Regions from separate parts of the Macaca mulatta genome. Here region 2 is linked to region 1. Evidence: chromatin contacts called from public Hi-C data. All regions are on one chromosome and are shown on one strand. The core of a region is the stretch at or near the end of the contact, and the rest is flanking DNA. Distances in the headings are between cores, read along the strand shown. Region 1 overlaps ITGA1 (integrin subunit alpha 1). Region 2 overlaps MOCS2 (molybdenum cofactor synthesis 2).

Region 1 (6,831 bases), core at 2,548-5,047:
TTAATCTCTCAGAAAAATCTTAGCTTTTATAAATGTCCCACTCAAACATGACTAGCTGTCATTTTGATTAGCATAATATATTAAGAACAAATCCTATTTGCTTTTCAGTCATATTTTTCCAGCTTAAATCTTACTATAAGGGGAGAACTTCGGAGTGAAAATACATCACTGGTTTTAAGTAGCAGCAATCAAAAAAGAGAGGTAAGTGCAACAATGAGTTTGAAAACATTATGCATTTCACTCTGAATTTTGTGACATAATGTTTTATAATTGTTGATAGTCCCTTAAGCAGTGACTGGTATTGCTCTCAGTAAGTGACAGACACTATTTGCTTCAAATTATACTTCATTAGCTTCAAGTGTGATTTTAGTCTTATTCTTCCTTGTAAGAAACTGGGAAAATCATGATATTTACAATTCACATGCCATTTTTGACTTTATCACTTACAACTATCATGGTGAATGGATGTTTTTACTTTCACTTTGATAACAAATGATGCGGTTGTAATTTTCCTCCTTAAAAGCTGACATTATAAAATGCAGCTGACATCTGAAGAGCAGCCTCAAAAAACAACTTCTTTATAAAAAATGCCTTTATATTGTACAGGAAAACATGTACATTTTTTAAAGTTTTCTTTCAAATTTCATTGAGAAATTTGAAACAAAAATGAGATGGTATTTCCTAATACAAATTCGGACTTGAGTCCTTAGTAAAAATAGAAAGGTTTGAGTTTTTCACTCTTGTCCTTTTATAAATTAATAAGCAAAGGTGACGGAGTAAGACCCCATCTCTAAAAAAATAAAATAAAATAAGTACTTGTTACACATGCAGGCACTTCAGCATGATCTCCCCCCTTCTCATGGGAGACTTTAAATGTCCCATGTGGATAAACAGCACCATGTGAATCATAAAATTCAATTTGGAAGCTCCCTAACTTTCAGATGTTCTTTTCAAATTGCTTATTTCAAATTATTCCAATATCAATGACTTCTGATAAGTATACACTGTTCAAGAAAAAGTAAAATATATGCATATAATGTTTACTTATGTCATAAAGAGCGTTTAGCATAAGCAATGCAAAATGCAAAGTTGTTCCTTACATAGAATAGCCAACATATCACTAAAACCTAAAAAGTTTGAGTATGGTTTATATTGGGAAAGTGATTTTGATTCCTAAATATGTGTGTTAAAAGTTTATAATTAGTTTTATTTCCCCTAAATATTAGTTAAAAATTCCCCTGGAAATATATGTTCTGCATTCATCCTAAAGGAAAAATGTATCTATATTGATAAAATTACTAAAAGTGATCATTTTGTAATTGTGTGATCTGAGGAAAGTCACTGATCTTATCTAGATTCCAGTTTCCATGTCTGTAAGTTCAGGGAATTGTTTTGCATGTGTTTAAAGTCTGCCTTGCTGGGCATAGTGGCTCATGTCTGTCATCCTAGCCTATTCGGGGGACTGAGATGGAAGGATCACTTTAGCCCAGGAGTTTGAGGTCAGCCTGGGCAAAATAGTGAAACCCTGTCTGTGTTTTGTTTTGTTTTGTTTTAAGAAACTGTCATAATGGTCTGATGCTGTGTATGTCTACATTCTTGCCAGCTCTGTCACCTACCTGGAGTGATTTGATCTCTCCCTGTTGGTTTCTTTTTCTCCCTAATCTTCCCTCTGGGTAAAGAAATTGAGGTGTTACTGTTAAAGGCAAGTACAGGGCTCAAACTATTACTAGCCATTGATATCTACCCTAAATTAACTTTTTTCAAATATCCCAGGGATGGGACACAGAGCAGATAGGTTTCATTGAGGTTTGAGTGCCACCTTGAGAGAGCTTGAGTAGCTGGAACACTAAAAGCGGTCCATTTTACAGGTTTGCTTCAGTTAAAACCTGATTTAATGTGGACTCAGTATTAAGTCAAGTAAAAGAGACATTGTGGTATAATGAAGAGCACACTGGGAGTGAATATATATGCAAATATTCACTTATCCGTACACTTGAGATTTATGCATTATACTTTCAATTTATAAACAAAAAATGAAGCACGCTAGAAATAAAATAAGGAGACTTTCTCAGGTTTTTATGACAACAAACTGTGACATTCCAACCTAAATTAATGCTGTTGTGATAATACAGTAGTCTACTAATTAATTTTTAACACACATAATACTTTGGTTCTCCCTGAGTTAAACAGAAATTCACTCCTCCCTTTGAGCATTTCAATTCATTGACATTTAACTCTTTATGTATAAATTTCTGAAGGATAAGATTATAAATACCTTTCGGTAATAATAAATTTGACATAGTTAGAGATTTAGGCCAGATGAAGGGCATTTTCTAATGTAAACTTAATGTTTTCTCTGTATATAGGAACGAGATTAATGCACTGGTAGAGAGTTGTAGCCTGCAAGAACTCAATATTCCAGGAGTTCTAATAGGTGTTTATCATGTTAACAATCTTGTTTAATAATTTTCAGCTTGCTATTCAAATATCCAAAGATGGACTACCGGGCAGAGTGCCATTATGGGTCATCCTGCTGAGTGCTTTTGCTGGATTATTGCTGTTAATGCTGCTCATTTTAGCACTGTGGAAGGTAAACACCAAAATTCCTTTGACTCTCTACTTCAACCATCAAGAGCAAACTGGAGAAATAAGCTATGATCTATTTAGACTATGCAATATAGTATTATCACAGCAATGAAACAAATGTTGAAATGATGACTAAGAGAAAGAAAAAAGAAAAATGTGTATTTCAAACACTGCATACAACTTGAACCAATTTTTGCGAAGGAAAAAAAACTTATTTGGGGTTAGAAATATTCAAAAATCTCAAAAGTATCTTTCTAGAGTTAGGACAATAAGGGACTTTCATATATCTGTAACAATTAAAATTTTATAACAAGTATGTATTTATTTTGTAAATAGAGAACAATGAAAACTGTCTTTTATAGAGAAAGAAAAATGAATTCCTATGCCAATTGAAGGATATGTAAGCAGTAGATTCATGGTTAACATAAGCCTTGTTTTAATCACACATCTCTATGTGTCTTAAACATCAAATAATTCTTTAATGTTTAAATAGACATGGAACATTTTATGTAATAAATTGTGTGCCTGAGTGGAGGGTGTGGGATCAGCTGATGTAGGGGAGGTCTTTAAGTTTCACAGACTCCTATTTCAAATTCTATGATAAAAGTCAGTAACCACCTATTTTGTGTCAAGTAGCTCTGGATTATTATGTAGATATTTTGCTTAGGCTGAAAAAGACATGATTTTTAAAACTCTTAGAAACTGTATAATTTTCACATTAAGCAGAACTGAAATGACAGCTTTTGGGATAAGTTGAATAGAGAATAACATCCCATACAAAGTTGAACCTTTTTTCAATTAAATATCAAATAGGTATTTATTCTTGCATAATATTCCCCTATATTTTACCTATTATTTTGTTAAATAGTTAACTTATGTTAAAAATATAGATTGTGGCTACATATTAATTATTCTATTACCTGAGCAACATAATTATTTAATCAAATAGTTTAAACAGCAAGTTTCTCTCCCACTGAAATACCAACCGTTCCTATCCTTTCTTACTCTCCTATGACTCACTTCCTCTTTTGAGGGGCTTAGTCTTAGAGGAGACGGCAAACAAAGCCAGATGTAGGTCAGTGGCATTTAATTCAGTAAATAGAATCCACGGCTTTTCTCCAGCAAAGTTCCCCAAACAAAATTCTCCACTATATCCATGTCTAGCTCTTCCTTCTACTTCTAAGGGATCAGTGTTCTCCGTGTAATACCTAGCTTTGCCACAGTGTGGTACCCAAGGCCTGGCTTATTTGTGTCAAGGTTGTCCTTGGAAATACAGGAAGTGGTTTCTTCATTTCTATGCACCTCTAATAGAGAGTGTTACTGTTGATTTTTTTCAGCATAGTCTTCTATTCTGAGCACTGCACTTACCTGTATGGTTTTAGGACACCACTGACAGGAGAAGAGGAAAACCAGAGCTGATATTTGAATAGGTTTTTTCCAGCCTTGTACCTCTATTTCAGACAAACAAATAGGAAATTTCAGTTACCTATTTTTCAGTCAGTAGTCTGAAAAAGCATAAATGTAAAAATAAGCGCATTATTTCATCCAGATAATGATGTGTTGATACATTCTGACAGCTTCTTAGGTTATTATTATTATTATTGTAGCCCCAAAAGAATGTCATTTGACAAACTTTGGGCTGTCTTACCCAGTAGAAATAGTTCAACCACTTCATTGGGAGGCCCAGCAATCAGAACTGTGATTCCAAAGCAGAAGGGAAGAAACTAGCTCTTACTGAATGTTTACTATGTGCAGGGAACTGTTTTAAACACTTCTGCTTTAAGCATTTCCACTTAATACTCATATCAACCTTATGAGGTCTTACGAACCTCCTCTTGTAAATGAGGAACATAAAATTTAAGTGTATTTCCCAAAGACACATAGTGAGATTCAGAGTAAGGATCTGAATTCTGTGCCAAAACCACTGACTATTATCAGTCCGTGTTCTCTCTTGCTTTCATTCCCTCTGGTGTCCTTGCAACAATCTTTTCGACCAAATATTTTAACTACATTTTACACCTGAGGACATTAAAGCAAAGGGAAGTAAAGTGACTCGCCCACGATTACTTGCTAGTAAATGAGTGGATTCAAGGAATGATCTACAGAGCTCTTTCTTTTTCCAATATGTCGTACTGCTGCAGGCTGTAGAACAGAGCTCTTTACTCTGGAGCTCCAGGAGTCGGGTTTTGTTCAAGAGGGTCATGAACTCTCTGAAACACATAATACTGTCTTTGGTTTTGGAATGAGGGTCCCTAGTTGGATTCAGACTTTCAGTAGTTCCATTAGGACTAATCCTACTTCCCCCTACTTTAAAGTTCAGTTGGAAGCTCCCTGAAGCATGAATTCAGTTGCAGTAGGCTCAGAAGAGCTACTCTTATCCCAGACATCTTTTTTATACTAACTAGATCTGGATCAGACACCTCAGGACTATCCCTTCTTCCTTCCTCTCCTGAATCCCACCACTTTGGAGGTTCATTGGACTCCAAAGTCTGAGTCTCTGTGTGAGAGACAGGCCAAAAATTTCTCTTAGAGCAGAGATTCAGTTTCAAAAGACACAGTCTTTATATCTTTGTCTTCGTCATACACATGACAAAAATTAAAGCTTGACAAAGTGATAGTAGCTGCCTAGTACACTTCATGATTGATGGGAGGAATCTTGTAGGGGACGTAGGTTTAAATAGGTGGAGAAACTTGTCCTGAAATATGGTACTACACGCTGGGGGAGATGCCCAGCCAGGCCAACATATCCAATAAAGTAGAATGACTTCAGCCCACGAGGAACCATGAGAGATTCAGAACGTTCCTCTCTCCTAACTTGACGTCATAATGATGCCTGAAGTTCCTCAACTGATGATTTATTTATTAATCCTAAAGGTTTATTCTTCATTCAATATACATGTTCTGGGCGGTGTGGATGGGGACTGGTATCTCACCACTTTTTAGTCTTTTATACATTAGTGTGAATTTGTTTATTCAGCAATTATTCCATGTTATATTCATTAAGCACCTACTTTTTTGACAGAGATCATTTCATCAGACCCTTTGGCATAGGGTTTTGAACAAGGGATCATGAAATAAACACAGGAAGAAAAAAAGGAAAGCCAGCGCTACAAAGAAAGTGTTGGGGCTGAAAGCAAACTGTTTGTTTCAGATTTGGGCTAGGATTGGCCCAGTCCACCTTGAAGCTATAAACTATATTCTCCTAATCTCCACTCTTTGTCACTTAACTTCTCTTAAAAACCCATGTTAATTGGTTGGGTGGAATGCTTAGATAACCGAAGTTATTTTAAAATAGAACATTTAATGTGTAGAAACCAAGGAGTGTTGTAAAAAAGCAAAAAGATCTGTGAGAGATCAGAAGCAAAGCAGAACGAAAAGGAGAAAAAGTCTTAGAATCCATCACCTGCTTTTGTGAAGCCTTGTGTGTTTATTTTTGACTCAGGACATGCAGGCACCAGTTGAGAAGCCTAATGGTTTGTGAATCTGGAACTTTAACAGTTGGCTCATATAAAAAAGCCTGAGACATGTAGGAGAGCTGGCATTTGGGGAAGACAAACTTATTGTTTTCATGTGTATTTGTTCTGTTACCACCTTTTCTTCATCTACCACCACCTAGATGATGGCATAATAGAAGACATAAGCCCTGAATAAAAATTTTCTAACCTAAAAGTGCATATTTTTGAGGGTTTATCCCCTCTCAGCCCTCAGTTGCTTAATAATTATTTTATAAATACATCGTTCCCTGGCATAATTTGCCATAATTTTGTGATTAAAATGATATAGAGGTACCACACTTTCAAAGAATTAACTCCTTGCCTTTGCTCGATCTATTATAGCTCTCTCTCAAATTTAAAAAATATGTACAAATTTGAAAAAACACTTATCTATGACCCTTAATTTTTTTTTTAACTAAGCATTTTAGGTTAGATAATTGTAAAGATCCCTTCTATCCCCTATACTTAGTTTTGTTATTCTATAGAATGGGAAACAATTGCAACACTTAGAGCATTTTATGATGCCCCAAATTGCAAAGCGTACTGAAATATGGCTCACCATTCACCACAATGTGAAATTTCTCTTATGTCCAATGACTTCATTTTTTATTTCCAAATGACGTAGTATATTTCAAGAGGCTTTTTATATCAGATCTAAGCAGACATCCTGATGCATTTAAAGTTAATACAGACAACTCAGAAATCTCCCTAACGCTCTAGTCATAATATACCTGTCAGATTCGCTACCATC
Region 2 (6,831 bases), core at 1,914-4,413, 150 kb after region 1:
ATGCTTTTAGTTTTAAAAGTCTATGGTCTGGATTTCTATAATACAAATAGACAATCTTCCAAGAATTTGACTTGGAAAAAAATGTCAGAGGAAAACAGGTTATCTGCCCATGTGCATATGGACGACCTTGACTGCTCTGGCCCAGCCCCTATGTTGGCAGTCCAGGGCTGTCTGTACTGTTTACAGAATTACTTTGTAATTGACAACACAAAACAAACAAGAAAAGGCATAAAATGCCAGGGTTTTATAGAAAAAATAGCATGGTATTCTCTAGTTAGGTATGCCAGAGTCCAATTCTTTTAACAGCTGTGAGAATTCGCTGTTTTGTTCCAACGAAAATTTTATTAAAAAAAAAAAAAAAAAAAAAGACTAGAGAAACTAGTCATTAACTTGATAAAGAATATTTAACAGCTAGTGATGCTGGTGTGTGCCTGCAGCTCCAGCTACTTGGGAGACTGAGACAGGAGGATCGCTTGAGTCCAGGAGTTCAAGTCCAGCCTAAGCAACATAGCAAGACCCTGTCTCAAAAAAATGACTATTTAAAAAAACATTGTGGCTGGGAACAGTGGCTCACACCTGTAATCCCTACACTTTGGGAGGCTGAGGCCAGTGGATCATGAGGTCAGGAGTTTGAGACCAGCCTGGCCAATACAGTGAAACCCCATCTCTGCTAATAACACAAAAATTAGCTGGGCGTAGTGGCAGGTGCCTGTAATCCCAGCTACTCGGGAAGCTGACGCAGGAGAATCACTTGAACCTGGGATGCGGAGGCTGCAGTGAGCCGAGATCGTGCCACTGCACTCCAGCCTGGGCGACAGGGCAAGACTCCGTTTAAAAAAAAAAAAAAAGAGTTAGTACTGTATATATAAATATTAGCTTTTCAATGTGCTATACAAAGAATTATAGCACATCCTTCCTTTTATTTTACTCTGTCTCACCTTCTTTAGGTGAGTACTTCCTTAAATAAGTACTAAACATATATATACAGAACTTGAAAGCTTTGGTTAGCCTTGCCTTAAATAATCAGCCTAGTTTACACTGTTTACAGGGAGTAGTTGAATTACTATAAACCATTAGCCACTTGTCTGTGCACCATTTATCACACCAGGGCAGGGTCTCTCAACCTGGGCACTACTGTCATTTGGGGCCAGGTGATTCTTCCTTGCAGGGAATGTCCTGTACCTTGTAGGACAGCAGCCCTGCCCTATAAGGTATGATGTTTAGCAGCATCCCTGGCCTCTAGCTACTTGATGCCAGAGCATCCTCCCCCTGCAGTCAGGACAATCAAAAAATGTCTCCAGACATTGTCATATGCCTCCTGGGGGGCAGTATTTCTCAAGCACTTTTAAGCAAAGGTGAGTATTCATACAAGAAATTCAGGGGAAAAAACATTTTTTAAATAAAAGCTATGTGTTCCTATTCAACAATATTTTTGCTTTAAAAGTCAGTAGAGGGCATAAAAGATGTCAAATTCAAATTTCCATTTCATAAATGGTATACAGACAAGGTCTACAGAATGTGGTAAAAACTTGACTGCCACACAAGGCTTATAAAATAGTAAGATAGTAAAATAACTTATGAAGAAACTACAGAGATTTAAAATTGTGCATCACTCATGTCAGCAGCAAAATAAGAATTCCTAACTGGACAGAAATTTTTCTAGCTAGCAATGTTATTTTTGTAAAATAGTTATCAAAAATTATCTTCAAAATGTGAAGAGTAAAGAAAATAAAGCCAATTTATTATAGTCACACAAGTGATTATACTAAAAATTGTTATAAAGTGTATAATTTTATAATGTATTTACCTGTCCTGATATATAGCCATAACCCAATATATGAAAATCTCAAAAATTAAGACATCATCATACAGAAGGCAGGATCCCTTAAACTGAGATCCCTGATCCATCTTTCATATTTTAATTTCCACACATAAAACAATTATATAAAAAACTTTGTAGGACTATGCCCTTTTGTGTATGCACACCCATTTTAACCAATTTGAAAAGTTAATTTAAAATCTAGAGGTGAATGAGAAACATGGGGGAAAAGTGTGAAATAAGTGAAAATATTAACTATTTCTTTGAACTCTAAAGACTGAAACTGTAGCCATTATGTAAATATAGTTTCATAAGTACCTGTTTATTTTGGCAGATTGTCAAAATATGAATGTATATATTGCATAACTATGTTAGAATTGTGTATATTTTAAAGAAATTGTCTTGGATATTTTCCTTTATACATAATAGATAAGTCTTTGTTCAAATGTGTTTGATGTTTTTGATTACATGTGTTTTGCCTCTTTACTTTCCACAAAAACTATAAAAATAAATGCATGTTTGTACGAAGTTGCAGAATTCATTTGATTTACGAGAAACAAAAATTAAATTGTTGTCAACATAAACTAGTTAATAGCTTTTCTCATATACAAGTATAACAAACAGAAAAGTTTCATTAATTGTAAGCCACTCTTTTCATACCACATTATTGAATATTGTTACAATTGTCTGGAAAATAAAGTTATTTTCTTTGGACTTTTACAAGTTATATATTTTACTATTTTTATCTTATACATTCACTTTGCTCACATCCAAGACTCAATTTAAGAAGACTGAGGCTATAATTCGCCATAGTTGTCCAGTCTATGTTTCTAGCAGTGACCACAGGATGTTTTGTAGGACTCTTAAACTGCCTTCAAAGTTTTGAGACAGCAGAAAGCATTGTTCCTCAAAGTGTGGCCCATGGACAGACGGTGCTGCATCACCTGAAGCCTGTTAAAAACACAGATCTCAGGGGCCACTCAAAACTATTCAAGTCAAATTGGAAGTTCTACAGCATCCCCAAGTGATTCATATTGCATTGAAGTTGAGAAGCACTGCTCTAAAGCTCTAAAGCACAACTTACCTCTTGAAATAAAATGTGTGCTTTGAATAGAGAGGGAAAAAAAAATCAGCCAAACTGCTGCAACATGCAAAAGCAGAGTCATCTGCATAGTTGTTTTTTTTAAAAAAATAGTAGTAAGCAGGAGGGTTTAAATATTTTTAAAGAGCATGCTGAAATAAATGTGTTGAAGTTATAAAATAAGTACACGTTGGGCTCACAGACTGCCATCGCGGTACAGATGGCAGAGTAATGCAAAGATGGGGTGGAAAGTGAGTGTGTGCTGCCATAAATAGTGATGCACCAGCATCTCCATTCATGTCTGCAGTGCTGTCTCACAGGCCTCCCTGCCCATCGCAGTTGTGTTGAGCCGTCTCAGGAGGGCAGCTCACTGCAGCACAACCATCAATAAGTGCATCTGCTGTATCTCTCACATTCAAATACAATCTTGGAGAGCTGAGTGTGGGAATTGCAGCTACTTGGGAGGCTGAGGCAGGGAGGATCCTTTGAACCCAGGAGTTCAAGGCCAGCAACATAATGAGACTCCCCCTCCGCCATCTCTTAAAAAAATAAAATGTTACAGAAAAAGAGCACTACATTTTATTTCTTTTTCACAGAGCAGGTTAGGAAATGCTGTCAAAAGACCTGTATTAAAGCAATCATTTTGTCCCATAGAATTAACTGGAAAATAATTGTACACTTACTTTTTAAAAAGTACTTTTATTTATTCTACATCACTTGTTAAAAACTACAAATTGCATTTTTAAAAACTCCTTCCTCATCATCATCTTTTAATATTTTTAAAGTGTCAAAGATTGGACATCATCTTACAGAAAATCAGGGCCTAATTTTCATTTAGGAACCACTACAGCCTGACTTTAAAGAAAATGGCTACTAAACTGAACTTTTGATTCTATGCAAAATTAAATCTAAGACTCAAGTTGCTAAACGCAACTTTACTGTAACTTTTACTATGGCCCTGGCTCTACCGCCCTCTGCTGGATGGTCCACCTAACTACATCACACAAATCATTCTTAAGAGAGATCTTTACTGTACCAGGTGCTCAGTAACTATGTAAGATGTCTAAATCACTAATTTCTCAAAAAAGATGAAAATATATTGTGACTCTATGCATCATATCCAAAGGACAAAAATATCCACAAAATAAGTCACTCATTGAATATCTGCTGTTACTTTCATTTAAACATGATAAAAATCAATTTCATTTTACCACTTGTTCAAAAATACTTGAAACATAAAGAATTTGTATTTCCTATTTCTTGAGTGAATTTACCTAGCAATCATGCAAAGTCATGGCTTTAAAGTGACCATGAAACACTGCAGGCAATCTGATTAAAGGCTATTTTTTTAATATATATTACTCTTCCAGTTACTTGAAGACAAGTTACAGAGATGGAAAAGCTACATATCAGAGTGATAGTAGCCCCTTAATACCTGAAGCACCAATTAACTCTGCCATTCCTAAGTAAGCAAGGGTCAGGAAAGATCCTATCTAAGTCAAGTGCAATGCACTAAAATCTTTCAAGGCCATTCCATCCCAGTTCTGGCATGCCCCAGGTTAACTCCTTAACCTCTCTATTGTAGACTTTAAAAGCATAACAGTCTCAGTTCCAAACTTAGAATAAAGCCTACTTACTGAAGGCATGATTCTTTTAAAATATAAAGAATGTTCTATGTTCTTTAAAAACATAAGGAACTTCTAAAGAAATATTTAAGTAAGAAAATCTTGAAATCCACATATACCTATCAACATTGTATATGACAAAATAAACATCCATTTAACAACCTATGTACAAAATCCTAGAAATATCTACAGTGACCCAGTAACCCCATGATAATGTGCTTTCAGATATAATCAACAGCCAACACCCACCCCTGCTCTCCAATGGGGACAGGCTGAAGCTCGATGGCAAGCACAGAGTGACACTGAACTGAGAGGGTAAGGCTGAACCGAACCCGGCAGAGGAAATAGGCAACCCAAACCCGGCAGAGGAAGTAGGCGAAGGGTTTGTCTGCCCTTCCAGTATCCTTCTGGACCAATCTCTCCAGAAATAAGCATCAACTGATGTAACCAGGTGATTCCTAAAGTCAGTGTGGCTGTCCTGTGGGTCCCAGCCACAGATAAGATGCAGAGTGTTCCCCGAGGTATTTTAGGTTGGTAGAAAAAGATCACTGGGTGGATGCCTGGCACAAAATAGTTATTCAATAAATATTTGTTGAATAAATGGATTCCTTAGGTAAAAGACGTTTTCACTAGATATAACAAATAGGATTACTAGGTTTCTTATTTGCCCAAACATAAGAAAAAAATCCTTCAATCTAAGTGTCTGAAAGTATACCTTTTGTTCTTAATATGCATAATGCAAATTTTGTGATGATGACAACTGCCCAAATTGTGCTAGTATTTTATTATTTTATGAGCTATATGTTTACTTGAAATTTGCTGAGAGTAGATCTTAAATATTCTCACCACACAAAAGAAGGGACTACGTGAGGTGAGGAATATGTTAATTAGCTGGATTGTGGTAATCATCTCACAATGTATATGTATATCAAAACATCATATTGTATACTTTAAATATATATAATTTTTGTCAAGTATACCTCAATAAAGCTGGAAAAAATTTTTAAGAAATATATGGGACTTATATATACAAGTCTATCAAAATACTATAAAGCTTAACCAACTAAAAATTAGGGCATTGTTTACCTAAACATTTTAACACAAACCACGTAAATTTCCTAAAACACAAAATCATAACAGGTATTTATGACAATTTTGTCCTGATTTGTATATTGATATAAAATTAACAACTAATAAAAACAAAGTTTTCTGGTAAGATTATAGATTCTAAAATCCCAGAAATCTCCATAGTAAGAACTATTTTAGGCAATTTTAAAAAAAAGAAAATACTATTTTTAAACTTTTGAAATCGGTTTTAGTTTATTATTTTTAATATATTTCTGAAAATATGTATCAAGACTGTCTGATAATGATTTTTTAATACTTTCCAGTTCTGCCAACATTCCTGTCATGCATCCTTGATAATAACACTCTCCCTGAACCCGGACGGCGGTGGTGAAGTGGGGCTGGTGGAGGAGTATCTTTCTGAGTCAGTTAAAGTCACTGAGGAGGGCCCATACCTCAATGTGAGTTTGAGTTACAATTAGAAATTAGTCATGGAAGGACATGTCTACCACAGACATCTTTCCTCACTTTTAAATTATTCCATTTCTTTCCTACAGTCCTCCTTCTATCTTTAGTTCCATTTTAAATAACCCCCATCCTACATATCCATTTATCTTGCTTCCTTTTTCCTCCTTTTGTCCCACTAGTATAACATAAGAGACTGTGCTTCAGTAAACTATCCTAATGTGGAGAGAAAAAAATCAAAATGTGATCAATGATCATAGTTTAGCAAAGTTAAGATTGCAGGCTCTAAAAGCTAAGTGATTAATTGTTGGATACCCAAAAGCACTCTTTGTTTCCTTTCCAAGATGACGACTCTTCATAAATTTCCTAAAACACAAAATCATAACAGGTATTAAAAATAGACCATTCTAATATATGAATAACAAATACATTCGAATAAATCAGGCAAACGAATATCACATCTATTTCAATGGCTCCTCTTTCAACAATCCATTAGACATTTGTATAAGGCACTGAGAGCAGAAAAATGAATGGACATGTTCTCTACATTTAAGGACTCTCAACACAACTGCAAAACTAAGAGACAAGAAGCTATAGCAAAACAGGGTACAACCACAGAAGGAAATAAACAATTAATTCTATTTGGGGTCATGATGAGAGACATCATGGGCAAGGTTACATAGGGGAAGATAGAAGGTTACATAGGGGAAGATACATAGAAGGTCTTTAGTTTCAAACATTTTTTTTTCTTTCCAAACACACCTACTACTTCAACA

What was found. A called contact is a pair of places that touch in the nucleus more often than the background predicts.
Region 2: a contact with region 1 is called in a Hi-C map of fetal cortical plate, with 4 times the contacts expected there. The contact joins two enhancer-like sites. A contact is called at or near these places in 8 of 14 Hi-C or Micro-C datasets (CD4 T cells, blood, cortical neurons and 5 more).

The regions. Positions count from the first base shown.
Region 1 is chr6:60,705,209-60,712,039 of T2T-MMU8v2.0, forward strand. ITGA1 (integrin subunit alpha 1) reads left to right here. Exons shown (of 29, transcript XM_001094788.5): 27 at 109-201; 28 at 2,474-2,590. Among named protein-coding and RNA genes, the nearest start is that of ITGA2, 40 kb to the right of the region's middle. Within about 2 kb of position 3,798, at least 23 of the 40 cell types and tissues checked have an H3K27ac peak or open chromatin away from gene starts, as enhancers often do. A contact at or near this core is called in fetal cortical plate, where this site is marked.
Region 2 is chr6:60,851,813-60,858,643 of T2T-MMU8v2.0, forward strand. It overlaps MOCS2 (molybdenum cofactor synthesis 2), which reads right to left. Exons shown (of 6, transcript XM_015140069.3): 6 at 5,818-6,421. The coding sequence ends at 6,356. Among named protein-coding and RNA genes, the nearest start is that of MOCS2, 15 kb to the right of the region's middle. Within about 2 kb of position 3,164, at least 4 of the 40 cell types and tissues checked have an H3K27ac peak or open chromatin away from gene starts, as enhancers often do. A contact at or near this core is called in fetal cortical plate, where this site is marked.